Linked DNA regions of Canis lupus: region 1 is linked to region 2. Evidence: chromatin contacts called from public Hi-C data. All regions are on one chromosome and are shown on one strand. Each heading gives the region's core, a stretch centred on a gene start, on an enhancer-like site or on the middle of the called end of the contact. The rest is flanking DNA. Distances are from core to core; before and after follow the strand shown. Region 1 has its middle 24 kb from the start of FABP6. Region 2 has its middle 28 kb from the start of C1QTNF2.

The links. Hi-C and Micro-C count contacts between places; a contact is called where the count stands out from the background.
Region 1: a contact with region 2 is called in a Hi-C map of blood, with 4 times the contacts expected there. The contact joins two enhancer-like sites. A contact is called at or near these places in 7 of 9 Hi-C or Micro-C datasets (amygdala, blood, liver and 1 more).

The regions. Positions count from the first base shown.
Region 1 is chr4:51,387,450-51,392,298 of UU_Cfam_GSD_1.0, reverse strand. No RefSeq gene overlaps it. Among named protein-coding and RNA genes, the nearest start is that of FABP6, 24 kb to the right of the region's middle. Within about 2 kb of position 1,423, at least 4 of the 20 cell types and tissues checked have an H3K27ac peak or open chromatin away from gene starts, as enhancers often do.
Region 2 is chr4:51,265,980-51,270,306 of UU_Cfam_GSD_1.0, reverse strand. No RefSeq gene overlaps it. Among named protein-coding and RNA genes, the nearest start is that of C1QTNF2, 28 kb to the right of the region's middle. Within about 2 kb of position 3,071, at least 4 of the 20 cell types and tissues checked have an H3K27ac peak or open chromatin away from gene starts, as enhancers often do.

The sequences.
Region 1 (4,849 bases), core at 174-2,673, 120 kb before region 2:
TGATTATGGGGATGAAGTCAGACCACAGATGAAGATACTGTGTGAATGATGTGATTTTTTTTGTGTTATAGTTTAAATGTGTCCTCAACAGAGCATAGGGACTTCCAGGATAGGCCTTGCACGCCCCAATTTTCTGAGTTATTACTATGTGACAGCTCTGTGCTAGGTGATCACCATGCAATACCTCATTTAATCATTTCAGGCCTAGGAGAGACAAAAACATTCCCATTTTATAGGTAAGGAAACCAAGGCTCAGAAGTGAGGTTTTTCTTAAGTCTCTCTTTTTTTTTTTCTTCTTTTTTTTTTTAGTAACATCTATACCCAACACCCAACATGGGGCTCAGACTCATAACCCGGAGATCAAGAGTCACATGTTCAGAGCTGAATTTGAACTGAGTATTGGGTTGGCCTTCAGAGCCTCTATTCATCTTCCTTATTTTCCTCTGAGTGAACTTGGAGGTACTTAGTCTGGCTATGTGACCTTATACAGGACACTTTATTTTTCTGGACATCTGTATCTCTTTGGTCAGGGGACAAGAATTTACAACCTCTATGTGCAACTGTCATGTGTTGTCATTTTCCAGAAGAGAAAAGCAAGGCTTGAAACAGTTAAGTGAAGATTGAAGTTTGGGCCTATCTGACCCCCAAACTGAGCTCTAATGACAGTAGCTCCAGAGTAACTGACTGCACAAGCCCCAAATCCAGGAGCCCTCTAGGACTCCTCCCTTCCCTCAACCCACATCCAGCATATTGGCCAGTTGTTTTCTCTCATCCTTGAAAATATATCCTTTGGGGCTGCTGTGATCTTTTAAAAGTGCAAATCAAGGGACTCCTGGATGGCTCAGTCAGCTAAGCATCCGATTCTTGATTTCGGCTCAGGTCATGACCTCAGGGTTGTGAGACTGAGCCTGCACGGGGCTCCATGCTCAGCAGGGAATCTGTTAGAGATTCTTTTGGTCCCTCTCTGCCCTTCTCCTCCTCTCTCTCTCTCTCTCTCTCTCTCTCTCTCTCATTCTCCGTCTCTAAAATAAATAAATAAACCTTTAACATTTTTTAAAACAAACAATAAATAAAAGTGCAGATCAAGTCCCTCCACACCCCTTCTTAGAAACTTGGAAGGTTTCCTAGTTGACTTGGAATAAAATCTAAAACCTTATATCTCTCACAGGGTGCTGTGCCACCCAGTCCCTCCCTGTCTCTGCCCTGAACCCCCTCTCATGCCCTCATTCCCTTTGCTCCAGCCTTAGTGGTGTCATTCTTTTTGTTCCTCTGACTCACCAGGGTGCCAAATCCTCTGCCCTCCCCTGACCTCTTGCCTCATCTGCAGGTCTTCATATAGGAGATGGCACAGTAATACCTCCCCAGGCAGGCGTCCCTGGCCATCCCCATCCCCAACCACCCTTTATCACAAGCCTTATGTTGTCCTGTTTCCGGCAGTCCTGGTATCTGATGCTCTGCACGCAGGGTACCTCCCCTAGTGGAATGTAAACTCCATTCCAGCCCAAACTTGTTTGCTTGTCCTCTCCTAAATCGCCAGTGCTTAGCCCATATCTGATAAAGAGTCGGTGCTCAACAAATATCTGATGAGCTAATGACTCATCTTGGCTGGATCTCTGTCCTCTCAGTGGGAGATCATGAACTTGCAACATAACCATTCAAGAGAAATGGAGCCTGACCATGTGCCTGGCCCCATGTTAGCCAGTGGGGCAACCACAAAGACATACCCAGGCCCGGGGTTAGTGACTCTCTGACCCCCTGGGCAGAGATATGTGCACACACAGTAAGACCAGAGACACTGTATGTATGCCCAGGTTCTGCTGAAAGCTATCTGGGCTCAGAGGTAGCTAGAGATAATGCCACATGGGTTTGGAATCAGAAATCCCCATACTCATTCTGTGCCAGAGCTGGGCCTCTCACTTAGGCTCCCTCTGTCTGAAGCACCTCTTACTGGCACCTCCAGCCCTCCCCGGCTCTGATTCATTCTTTGGACCCCAGTTTCCATAACCCTTCCCCCAGGAGGCCTTCCTTGGCTCCTCAGACCCCACCTTGAGGGCAGCCTGGTAGTGGGTCCCAGTCCTAGCACTTTGCATTTTCTGTCTGCCTGTTTCCCTGTCTATACCTCACACACACACACTGTAGGGCTATTTGTTCCAGGGACACAGGGACCTTGACCAGCACCAAGTGTAGTGCAAAGCACAAAGCATGAGTTCAAGAAGTATTTATTTCCCAAATAAATGCACAGATAAGGAATTTCTTGGGAAGCAGAATTTCATCTTTCTGAGGCCAAGACAAGGCAGTGAGTTCCAGAGCCCCTCCACTTAGCTGTGGCCCACTCTCTGTATTTGCATTGGCCTGGCCACCTCCCTATCTGGAGGCTCTAGTGTCAAGTCCCAAACTGATGTTTTCTCTTCTTCTTTTCTTTTAAATAAACTTTACCTCCAACATGAGGCTGGAACCCCTGACCCTAACTCAGATCAAGGGTCTCAGGCTCTACTGACTGAGCCAACCAGGTGCCCCCAAAATATGTTTTGGTTTGTTTTGATTTACCAGGCTGGTTTTTTTTTTTTTTTTTTTTTTTTTTTTTTTTTTTTTTTTTAAAGCAAACTCTATGCCCAACATGGAGCTCAGACTCATTACCCCAAGATCAAGAGTCGCATGCTCTACCAACTGAACCAGCCAGACGCCCATTGATACTTTCTCTTGTTAATTTTTTCTTGAGAATAGCTCCACTATGTACACATCTCAAGAAGTACAAAAGGGTATGCGTGAGGTGGCTCCCTGCCTCTCCTTCCTGGAGGTCAGCTGCTGCCAGCCCTTCCCTCTGCTGGACTCCTCTTTGTGGTACGTGGTACGTGCCCCAGAGAGGCCTGCAGCCTGCGTTTCCTGGCCTCTCTAGCTACAGAGGAAGGAGAACATCACTTTTGGCATTAGTGGCCTCTCTCTGTAGCTGGGTCCAGGCAGAGCGATGGAGGAGGTAAAGGCAGAGAGCCAGGATGATTCATCCCAGGCTGGAAGATTCCCAGGCTCCAGGGCAGCTGGGGAACCCCCTTGCAGCGAGAACAGACAGTGCCTGCTGTCCTGCATTACAAGGTCTCTGCTGGTCCTCCTGGCCAGACCCCCGGAGATGCCAAACGGCTTGACAAAGGGTGGAAAGAAGCCAAGGCTCCCAGGGTGAAGGATCTCACTCCAGTGTGGGACCTGGAGGAGGAGCATCCTCAATCTGTCTCATTTGGCCACTTCTAGCTCTAAACCTTCCTCACCAAAGGATAGTGAAGACAGTAAAAAAGAAAAAAGAAAAAAAAATCTCAACAGCCCCTCTCTGCCCAAACAGAGGACTTGAGGTCAACATTGGTTAAGACAGGGCAGCCTGGGTGGCTCAGCGGTTTAGCGCCACCTTCAGCCCAGGGCATGATCCTGGAGTCCCACGTCGGGCTCCCTGCATGGAGCCTGCTTCTCCCTCTGCCTCTCTCTCTCCTCTCTGTGCTTCTCATAAATAAATAAAATCTTTTTTAAAAAAATATTGGTTAAGACAAATGTAGAAGCACCCAAGAAAGCAAACCTGCCAGGGTTCTGGGAAAGAGGCAGAGCTGGTTCCCTAATCCAGGGTTTGCTGGAGGCTCTTCTAGGGGACTGCCAGGTATATGAGCCTCCGGTCTTGTGCATTTTTTTTTTCAGTGCAGAGTTGACAGCTATGATTTTCAGTCACCACTGAGTTGCAAGGAGTAGAGCGGGACAAGATATCTCCTAGTAAAATTCAGTTTCGTATTTCCCATACCTCAGAACAGGGAAGGCAGGTACTCAGCATTCACAGCCACCCCCATACCCCTTTCTGCTCCTCCTTAGTTAATCATGGCACCTCGTCTAATAAGCAGTGCGTGTTCACACTCAGGATGCTACCTGTTTGCCACCCCTGCCCTAAAGGGAACTCTGCCCTAGCCCTACCAGCCCCACAAGTGGCCCACGGGAATGGGGTCCCCCATTTTGCAGAGCGCAACCTGGGCAGCCCCCTCCACAGTGGCCCAGGATAGAGAGATGGCTTTGGAGGCTCGAGGGGGAGGATGGATTATCCTCCCTTTGATAATCTCCCAGGCCGCTTCCACCCAGGCAGTCCTACTTTATCTCTTATACAGTGGACTTCCCAGTAAGACTTCACTTGAAACAAAGTGTCACATTGCTAATAACAGTGACACACCCTGGGAAATCTGTTCCCTGGAGAGGGGGCAGTGAGACCCTAGATTTTGGAGTCTGATTAACGGCTTGGCCTCTCACTGACTGTGACCTTGGGCACATACTACTACCTACCTCCCCGTGTGGCTGAGAGGACTAAGGGAGATAATGCAGCCACTGTGCGGCCACATGGCCACCACCTGATCCATGGCAGCGTGATGACAGCAGGACCTTGGGGAAGGGGACAGTCTCCTCTATTTTGGATGGCCGTGAGCCTAGGGAAGTTTCTCTTGCCTCGTTGACATTTGGGGCCAGATCATTCTTTGAAGTGGGGGCTGTCATGTGCTTTGTAGGAGGTTTAGCAGCATCCCTGGCTTCCACCCCCTAGGTGGCCTGTCTCCTTCTCTCCCCGGGTAGGATAACCGAAAATGCTTTCAGAGGCTGCCAAATAGCCCAAGACAAAATTGCCTCTAGTTGAGAACCACAGCTCCTCTTGCTGCAGGAACCAGGAGGGTATTGTGGAGGCAGCAGGAGCGGGAGGATGGAACAGGGAAGGCAGCAAAGGCTACCTCCCCCTGCTTGGAAAGCTCCTCAGTCAGCGCCTCTTGCTCTGTCCCTGGAGACTCCTTGTTTCTGCTGGAGGCTTCTTTCTGATAAGGCTGCAGTAAACTGCGTGCATGTG
Region 2 (4,327 bases), core at 1,822-4,321:
TATGGAGCCTGCTTCTCCCTCTGCCTCTGCCTGTGTCTGCCTCTCTCTCTGTGTGTCTCATGAATAAATAAATAAAATCTTAAAAAAAAAAAAGAATTTCTTCAGTATAATAATTGAGTCCTTTGTCTCAATTGTGGTTTGCAATATTTTCTCCTACTCTACAGGCTGTTTTCTCATCCTCTTAATGGGATATTTCATAGAATAAAAGTTTTTAGTTTTGAGTTTTCACTTTTTCCTCATATAGATCATGGTTACATGTCAAGTCTAAGAATTCTTTCACTAGCCAGATCCTAAAGATTTTCTCCTACACTTTTTTCCTAGAAGTTTTAAGGTTTTACAATTAAATCTGTGATCAGTTTTGGGTTAGTTTCTGTATAAGGTAGAGTCTGCATTTTTAAAAAAAAAGACTTTATTTATGAGAGAGAGAGAGAGAGCAAATATACAAGCAGGGGGAGCACAGAGGGAGAGGGAGAAGCAGGCTCCCCGAGAAGCAGAGAGCCTGAGACAGGGCTCTATCCTAGGACCTGGGATCATGACCTGAGCTCAAGGCAGATGTGTAACCACATAACCAACTGAGCCACCCAGGCACTCTAAGTCTGCATTTTAACAAGCTCCTCAGGAACGTGAAGGTTTGAGAATTGCTGGGGAGAGATTTGTGGGATTTCAACAGTGATGTGATGGTAAATGTTTCACAAGTGGCTCCAGATGGGGAAGGGCAATTTGCGGTATAAATACAACCTTCCTGGCTGATTTCAAGCTACCTGCATTATACCACTGAATGGAGCATTAGGAAGAGATGCTCAGAGGCAGACCAATATGTAGTATTTCCATGCTTACATAGATGCAGTATAGATAATTTAAAAATGTAGTAGGAGTTTGGAATATTTATTACCTTTGTCCTTAGTGTAATTTGTTTAATTTTATATTAATAACTTTAGTAATTCTAAGAGTTTACCCTGCTTATAAGCTAACAAATTGTCAGTTTCACAGGTGCCAGCAAAAGACATGAGACTCCCAGGTCAGAGACAAAGGCCTTTATTACTCACAGCAGCTGCAGTAATCAGAGTGTCAGCATTATCTTGCACTAGTTCCCTGAGCCCCGATTCCAACGGGGGGTTGCAAAGTGGCACTTGCAGGAGCAGCAGGTTGAACATAGCAGAGGAAGCTGGAGCTTAGGGGCCTGAATCTTTTATAAGATAAGTTACCATCTTTTGGCATGCTCAGAGGTAGGCATTATTTTTATTATTCTGGATAATAAGCAAATCTGTCCTTTCTTCTGGAGGGAAACAACTGTATAAACAACTTTGAGAATGAGAAGTCCAGAATGAGGAGTCAAGCGCCTCCACTTGAGAGACCAGCTAAAATGAAAGAGACCCATGAAGAATTGGCTCCCAACAGTTTCTATAATTTAATTTTAATAATGGCTGTGTTTAACTACTAGCTCACAAAATTCTTAAAGATTTAACAAGAGGCCCTCTGAAGCCAGTACAAGTTGGCTCCAGCATACCACTTTATTTCGAGGAAGAGAAAAGGAAGGGCAAAGAGGGTCAGATTCCCTTTGGGGTGATTTTGCCAGCTAGGAGCCCAGAAGCTTGGAAGTGAGGCCCCATCACTGTAGGAAGCTGTCTGGATGGTTTGTTTTCCAGAATGGTTACGATTATAATGGAAATTATAATAATGGGAATTAAAATAAAAATAGCAACTATTCTTTACTGTCTCTCAAATACAGATTCTACATTTTGGGGGCTTTTATCTCATTGAATCTTCATGACAACCCTATGAAGTAAGAATTATTGCTTATTGTCATTTAATAAGTGAAAACACTGAGACTCAGAGACATGAAGGAAAAATATTGGGCTGAGCTTGACCTTTCTGGCAAACTCTAGTTCTGAAGAGTTACAAATTCACAGTCCTAAGAGCAACTTTTCCACTCAGAACTCACTTTAGTTGGTATCATTTGTTTCCCACCTGCCTTCTCGCTGTTCTTCACTGAAGCAGGGCTCTGCGGTATAATGGCATCAGGGGCCCAGAGTGCAGATTTCGGGTCTCTGTTTGCCAGTGACATCCAGTGTGACCTTGGGCAGACTGATTCATTTCTGCTCCCCTGTTTCCTTATCTGTCAAATGGGCTGATGGTACTGCTTTGACGATCTTGCAGAGTTATCTTGAAAATGAAAGGTGAATCTAATTTGGCTCGGGTTAGAGTTTAAGCTGCATGACTTTGTACCAGCCATAAAGTCTCTGGTCCTCTAAGTTTCTTATTTGTATTATGAGGGGGACATATGTGGTTGCCATGAGGCTGTCAGATTCCATGTCTATAGATGAGATAATAGGTCCAGGAGAGCCTGGAAAAGCCAGAAAGCAGCCCAAAGATGTGAAGTAGTGGTTTTATTCTTTGCTGCCCCAAACTCCCATGGTTGTGCAGTCCCTGGGCTCAGAGAGGGTCAGGTGAGCATTTGTGACTTGAATCTTCAGACTGCTAAGTGATGGTGGTTCAGGAGGGCCTGGCCTCCCTGAGGGCAGATGAAGGTTCACCCCAGATGTTAGGGAAGAGGCATCTGGGGGGAGCAAGGGGCTCAGGCATGGCCTGTCTATGGGCTCCTCAACTCAGAGTCTGCTCTCAAACCTCTGCCAAGTGGCCAGGCCTGGGTTTCAGGTCCAGAGTTGCCAAAGGAATAGCTGGAGGAAGGTATGCTAAGCCCAGGGATCAGCAAATGCAGGGTGTAGATAGGAGAACAAACTTGGCAGGTTCAACTGGTAGCAGGCCAGTCTGGCTGGAGAGAGGAAGGGGAAGAGGTCAAATACCCATCCAGGCAGCAGCACTTCCAAGAAGTCCCAGAAGCCCCATGGGGGCAGGTGAGGGATGTTCCCCAGTTCTTTTCACCACCCAGCCCTCAGGCACGGTCACCTCTGACCTCTGGGAAACCTTGGCTTTGGAGGGATCCCCCTACCTCCCAAGGCTCCAGGTGCTTTCAAAGGGGTAGATCAGTCCCCAGTAATGGGGCCAACAGCCAGCAATATCCAGCTCTGGCCACTCCCACCTGGGACTAGCTGACCTTTTTTTTGTTGTTGTTGTTTTCTTGTCTCAGCTTGCCAATAGTCTGGGTCTGGGCCAGAGGGAAGGTAGCTGGCAGGGTTCAAGATGCAGCCTTGAGGATTTGGCTCTTGCTGCCTAGCCATTACAGCCAATGCCGTGCTACCAAGGTCCCTCGGCCTCCATCTGTCAGTTCCAGAAACCCATTCACCTTGGGAGAAAGACTTCTGGCAACACAGCTGGTGGATCATGAAATCATAGACTATCTGAGCTGGCAGGGGACTCTGAGACCACAGAGTTCAGCCAGGACCTGGCTGGGGCTGCACCAGGTTCCCAAGTGTTTGCCTAGGCTGAAGGCAGGCGGTCTCTGCTGGGCCTCACAATCTGCAAACCTACCTGAGGAGTTTGCAAAAATTCCCAATGTCCAGGTTGATTGTAACAAAATCTCCAATTTTTAACACCCCACCCAGGTAATGCCAACGTGCAACCAAGGTTGAGGACCAGGGCTATGGTTACTTACAGCGCTTAGCACTGCTGTGAATATAGCAGAGCCTCTGCCATCACACAGACTTGGATCTAGCTCTTGCTCTGCAACTTCTCCCACTGAGTGACCACAACCAACTTTCCAGGCCTCTATTTCCTCATCTGTAAAAAGGGCATCATAGTAATACACCTGTCTTATATGCTATTCTCAAGGCCAAAGGTACTAATCCATGAAAAGCACATGAGGCAGTGCTTCATTCTATGTAAGAGGCCAATAAATGTGTTTATTGTTATTACTTTCCCAAAGTCAGGCATTCATCAGAAGGCTGTTCTTTAGGTTAAGTTTAAATGTTTTTATGGCTGCAGGAGTGATCTTCTCAAAACACAAGTTTGCTTCTCTCACCCGCCCACTTAAAATCATTCTGTGGTTTTCCGTCATTCGCAGGGTCAAGACAAAAGACTTCAGTTTGACCTACCAGCCTTTATGATCTAGGCTCTGCCAATCATATCTTACACCCTTTCCCTCCATGACCTGGGGAGGGGGCTTTTTTGATTGCCTCCAACTGCCATGCTTTCTCACACCACAGGACCTTCGAATGAGATGCTCCTCCCTAGAATGCCTTCCCCTCCCTGCGGCCCCCCACCCCTACCCCCAGGCTAATTCACCCTGTAGCTCTCAGCTTTGGCTTCCTTCCACTAGCAAAGCTCTCTTGACCTCTTATCAGGGCAAATCCTCACTATGGCACTCCCATAGCACTATGTCACAGCTGACGCTTTACGTTTATTTGGTAGTCATTTGTCCAACATCTGT